Linked DNA regions of Sus scrofa: region 2 is linked to region 1. A link is a contact called in public HiChIP or PLAC-seq data. All regions are on one chromosome and are shown on one strand. Each heading gives the region's core, a stretch centred on a gene start, on an enhancer-like site or on the middle of the called end of the contact. The rest is flanking DNA. Distances are from core to core; before and after follow the strand shown.

Evidence for each region. HiChIP or PLAC-seq counts read pairs in DNA pulled down with a chosen protein or histone mark.
Region 2: a contact with region 1 is called in an H3K27ac HiChIP or PLAC-seq map of alveolar macrophages. The contact joins two enhancer-like sites. A contact is called at or near these places in 1 of 47 Hi-C or Micro-C datasets (embryonic fibroblasts) and 1 of 2 datasets of contacts at active chromatin or transcription factors (alveolar macrophages).

Annotation. Positions count from the first base shown.
Region 1 is chr11:37,476,545-37,479,244 of Sscrofa11.1, reverse strand. No RefSeq gene overlaps it. Among named protein-coding and RNA genes, the nearest start is that of PCDH9, 2.0 Mb to the left of the region's middle. Within about 2 kb of position 1,269, at least 7 of the 83 cell types and tissues checked have an H3K27ac peak or open chromatin away from gene starts, as enhancers often do. A contact at or near this core is called in alveolar macrophages, where this site is marked.
Region 2 is chr11:37,625,078-37,627,777 of Sscrofa11.1, reverse strand. No RefSeq gene overlaps it. Among named protein-coding and RNA genes, the nearest start is that of PCDH9, 1.8 Mb to the left of the region's middle. Within about 2 kb of position 1,432, at least 1 of the 83 cell types and tissues checked has an H3K27ac peak or open chromatin away from gene starts, as enhancers often do. A contact at or near this core is called in alveolar macrophages, where this site is marked.

The DNA of each region.
Region 1 (2,700 bases), core at 20-2,519:
ATAATCTCATCCAATAAATAAGGGTAAATATAGAGGGTAATTTGCTGGGTGAATTGAATGACAATTTAACTAAAGAAATGAAATGACAATATAACTAAAGAATGAAATGACCATGCCTAATAATGACACCTGATAGAATTTTTGTGGTGTATTAACCCCCTTCTCTTCCTTCACTTCTGAGTATACAGAAAAAAAAATGTATGCAGCTAAATATACTGGAGAATATGATTTATGTAAAGGCTAAATTATATTTTCAAATTATGCAAATCTCAGGTAAAGGATTTGTAGCCTCTGTTGTGTCTACAAAACAAAATTAGCAGGATAGCCGGGTCTTTGGAACAAATTTCAAATCTATTCACCTGGCCCCAGGATGAGGCTGTTGGCTGGATTCTTTCACCCAGGCTTGGCAGTAAAAAGGGAGACATATACTCTGTCCCTTATGCTTAGTTCCTACCTGGCCTTCCTTGCCTAGCTCATGATTTGGCTAAGAACCTATTCCTATTCTTGTGTGAGAGAAGAATGGACAGGGAGCAATAAGAATGAGAGAGAGGAATGAAGTGTTGTGTTTTAAATGATATTGACATCTAATAAAATGAACCCTCTACACCACTGATAAATCATGACCAAGTGGATTTCAGACTCTGAACCATCCACTCCTTTATAGAGATGATAGAAAACTCCCTTCCCTATGTTCTCTGCATAGGGAAGGAAGATGCCCTTTTTTGATAGACCAAGACACTTTCTTAAATGAACAGGCATGAGCTCTTCTTTCCTCTAATCACACATTACATAGATAGATGGATAAATAAATTATTGTAATTTATCATCATTACAGTTATTATTTTTAATTATTTACCTCATTAACTGAGATTTTTGCTCACTTTGATCTCATTTCAGGACAATTCTGAAACAACAACAACAGAATTTGACTTACCACAGCAAAAGAATGACAAAAACTTAAGTCATTGGTGGCCAGAGTTACTTCCTCCATTTTCTATGAAAAATTTCATGATTACCATCAACAGGGTCCTTGCCAGCACAATGCAGTCCTAGCAACTACCTGTCTCTCTCCTGTGCCCTCAGTCAGGGCAAATATACCAAGTTTGCTCTCACAAACCATTCACTTTCTGTTTATTACTGCTGCTTGTTTTTGACCTGAAACAAATAGATTGTCTGTTATTTCTCCAGCAGAAATGGGTTTATTCAGGATCAGTAGGGAGTTGCCATACAGAGTCTGCAATTGTGGTGAGTCATGTGCAACTACCCAGCGCAGCAAGTGAAAGAGAACTTCTACACTGAGAAGAGGAAGTTGGTGGTGGGGGCATAGTAAACAAGGAGTCCAAAAATTTTCACTGGTTGGGTTGTAGCCAGGAAAAAAAAGAGAAGTTTTTCTCCTGTTGGGCTCTGCTATCTTTGGAGGGCATTAGAGCTCCCCCTTCTGGTCTCCAACTCTGGTTAACAGAGGTTTCTCTTTATTAACATTTTTAATGGTTTATTTTATTTGCTTAATTTTATTTTTAAATTTTATTGGCATACAGTTGACTTAAAAGGTTGTGTTATTTTCAGGTGTACAGAAAAGTAAATCAGTTATACATACACACGCATATTTTTTTTTTACAAAATAAATGCACTTCTGAAATATAAAAAGGTGGTATTATCTAGTAAAAGGAGATTCTGCCAGAAATTGAAAGATGGCATAAATTGTAAGATGAACCATTATTTTATATTAAGAAGCTTTGAATTAAGAATATGTTAGTTAAAATATCACTCAATATCTTCTAATCAATCATCATGAGATCTAAAATTAAGGTTTTAATATAAGTTCATCTGAGAATTAATGAAATGCAATTCATCATGTATAGTATATAATGTGCATGGTTATATCTGGCTGTGCATATCATTATTACTATATGAATATAAATTAAAGACATTAGTCCTCATCTATTTGAGTAAAACAAATACTAATTGTGCATAAGCTATCCATCAGCTACCTTGTTGCATTTTGCAGAATGAATATCAACTTATCTACATAAATTATCTTTGTGGGGTCACTCTCCTATTTGGGGAAACACTTCAATAAAATTACAGTCTGAAGAAATTGAGCATATATGAGTTTCCTAAATTTCAGTACTTGGTTGTACAATGAACTGAACTTAAGAGCATCAACTCTTCTGCTTCTATGTTAGTTATGGACATTTCTGTGCCCTGTTTTGTTCTCCCATTTTGGTAAAAGGAGGTGAGGTAAAATATTTCTTTTATTTCTGGAAAGTAGAATTGTCTGTCAACCCCTGAACTTTGTTTAGTAAAATTAAAAAGTTATACTATTAGTGAAAAAAAATTAAATTTTACTATTTTATATTTTCATTTAAAAATATTATTTGGAGCATTGTACCAAAGTTATTGACTGAAACATACATTTATGACTTATAAAGCAGTAGTAAAATTTGTTTCAATTTTAAAATGTATGATATGAAACAAATATACAATATATTTAATTGGATGGTTTAATTAAATAATGTTCACAGTGAAATGAAGACTCAAGACATCAACTAATGCATGTGATTAATGGATTTTACAAAATTCTTGACCTTGAACTTATTTAAGAATGCAGTTTCAACATTTTTATGTCCAAAGCCAGAGTCTTGTAAGGCCATTAATGCCCTTGATTAACTTGGTTTATCAATCAGCTTTTTTTTTTTT
Region 2 (2,700 bases), core at 183-2,682, 150 kb before region 1:
GGAAATAAGCAATACAAAACATATGATATATCTAAATAAGAGTGAATAGATGTAGCTGGACGTTACTTCCAGATTTGTCATGGTGACACGTCCAAAGTTTTGTGCTCAATGAAGCCATGTAGGCTAAGAAAACCAACAGGCCAAAAGTAAAAAGAACAAAGAAAAAAAATATGTATCATGGCAACACCAGATCCTTAACCCACTGAGTGCGGCCAAGGATTGAACCTGCTTCGTCATGGATACTAGTCAGGTTCCTTTCCACTGAGCTGCAATAGGAACTCCCATCCTAGAGGACTTCTAATGATGTGCTCTTACACCTCCCAGATGCAGGCTGTTCAAAAGAAGCCTGGCCCTTGGGCAGCAGCTAGAGAAATTATGCAGACAAACCCCTTCCAAGAAGAAACTGGGACTCTTGTGTTCTTGCCTCTTGTCTCCGCATTGAACCTGAGGGTTAGCTATGAGAAGTGCTTGTGCACTTGTTTAAAAATTGTTTCCTTATTTAATATGATCCTGAGGGACCTATGAATGCAAAATACCATTGGCTTTCAGTGCTAGGTAATTTGAAAATCTAGACCTTGGGGGCAGCTGTAAAACCTGGGGTTCTACATATGTGGACACACTTCTTTTAGCGAGAAGCTGGAGACTTAGTTTTAGTGTTGGCTCAAACCAGGAGAGGAGACAGGTGAAGTTTCCACATGCCCTCAGGCACCTGGGAGGATTCCAATCAGCTTCCAGGATACCTAACTCTGAGGAAGCCCCTAAGAAAATGTATAGTCCAATCCTTTCCAGGGAGAAACTGTGAGCTGGATGTTTTGCCTACTTCTTGTATGCTAATCCCAGGGGTACCGCCATAGGAAGTGCCTGGTGCCCAGTTTAAAAGCCATCATTTTGTTTAATGTGCTCCTAGAGTCTTATGAATGCCATGTTCCTGTCTCCCTGTGATTTGGCAGTCAGTCCCTTGGATGATAGCCATAAAGTTTGAGGTGTTTAAATGTGTGGTCCGAACTCTTCACTTGAGAAGGAGAAATTGAGAGTTGGGAGTTTCTTCCTAATTATTAGGAACTGTGCAGGAGTGTTGTATGTGTGTGTGTCCTTTCAAGGTAGTTGTTTCCTCAACCACCTGACATGCAGGAATCATGATTTCTCTTGGGGGGAATTGATCCATGTGTAGTTATATATTTGGTGAATCTGAGAAAGGAGGGATAGTCAGGAGCCTCTTATACTGCTATCATGCTCATATCACTTTTGAATACACTGTGGGTATGATTTTTAAGAAAATATTATCTATTAAATCAGTTAGGAATAAGAAAAGTAAAGGTTTTTTTTTGGTTGTTGTTTTTAAGGGCTGCACACATGGCATATGGAGGTTCCCAGGCTAGGGGTTGAATTGAAGTTACAACTACTGGCCTATGACACAGCCACAACCATAGCAACACAGGATATGAGCTATGTCTGTGACCTATACCACAGATTACAGCAATGCCAGATCCTTAACCCACTGAGTGAAGCCAGTGATTGTACCTGCAACCTCATGGTTACTAGTTGGATTCATTTCTGCTGTGCCACAATGGGATCTCCAAGAAAAGTAAAGTTTTTAAAGAAATTTTACCTTCGCTTATCCCATCTTTGATGTTGTTCCTTTCTTTATGTAGATCTAAGTTTCTGACCTGTATATTATTTTCCTTCTCTTTAAAGAACTTCTTTTAACATTTTTTACAAGGCAAGTCTATTGGCAACAAATTCCCTCAAGTTTTGTTTCTCTGAGAGCATTTTTATTCCTTCTTCAATTTTGAAGGATAATTTCACAGAGTATGGACATTTAGGTTAGTAGGTTTTTTAAAATTTTATTTTTTTGTCTTTTTTTTTAGGGCTGCACCCAGGCCACGTGGAGATTCCCAGGCTAGGGGTCCAATCAGAGCTGTAGCCGCCAGCCTACACCAGAGCCAGAGCAATGCCAGATCCGAGCCATGTCTGTTACCCACGCCACAACTCACAGAAATGCCAGATCCCCAACCACTGAGGGAGGCCAGGGATTGAACACGCAACCTCATGGTTCCTAGTTGGATTCATTTCCGCTGCACCACATGGGAACTCCAGGTTAGTAGGTTTTTAACACCTTAGACTTTTTACCTCACCCTCTTCTAGTTTGCATGCTTTCTGAGTAGTCAACTGTAGTTCTTGTCTTCATTCCTATTTACAAGTAAAGAGATTTTCTTTTTTATTTCTTCCTCTCATTATATACAGTAAAGTATATAGATTCAAGTATATGGATTCAACGAAAATTGTTCCTGGAACTCATAAATTGGAGTTCCCTTGTGCTCCAGCAGTTAAGTATTTGGTGTTGTCACTGATGTGACTTGTCACAGCTGTGGCATGAGTTCAATACTGGCCTGAGAAATTCTGTTTGCTGCAGACACAGACAAAAGAAGAAAAACATAAACTTCATAATGAATTAAAATATCAAATCTCAATCAATAAATTTTGGAAATGTACATTTTTATATGACCCTAAGATGTTTATGATTTTGTTGCTACTCCATTAGATTTATTAAAACAATGAGAAAAATGAGAGTAAAAAGCTATGTGCATGTTTCTTTAAAATATCATATTCTATAATTATTTCCTTTCATGAATTTGTCCCACAAAAATCGTATATATGACATACTCGTTACTTTTTACTCACTAGACATTTTAACTATCA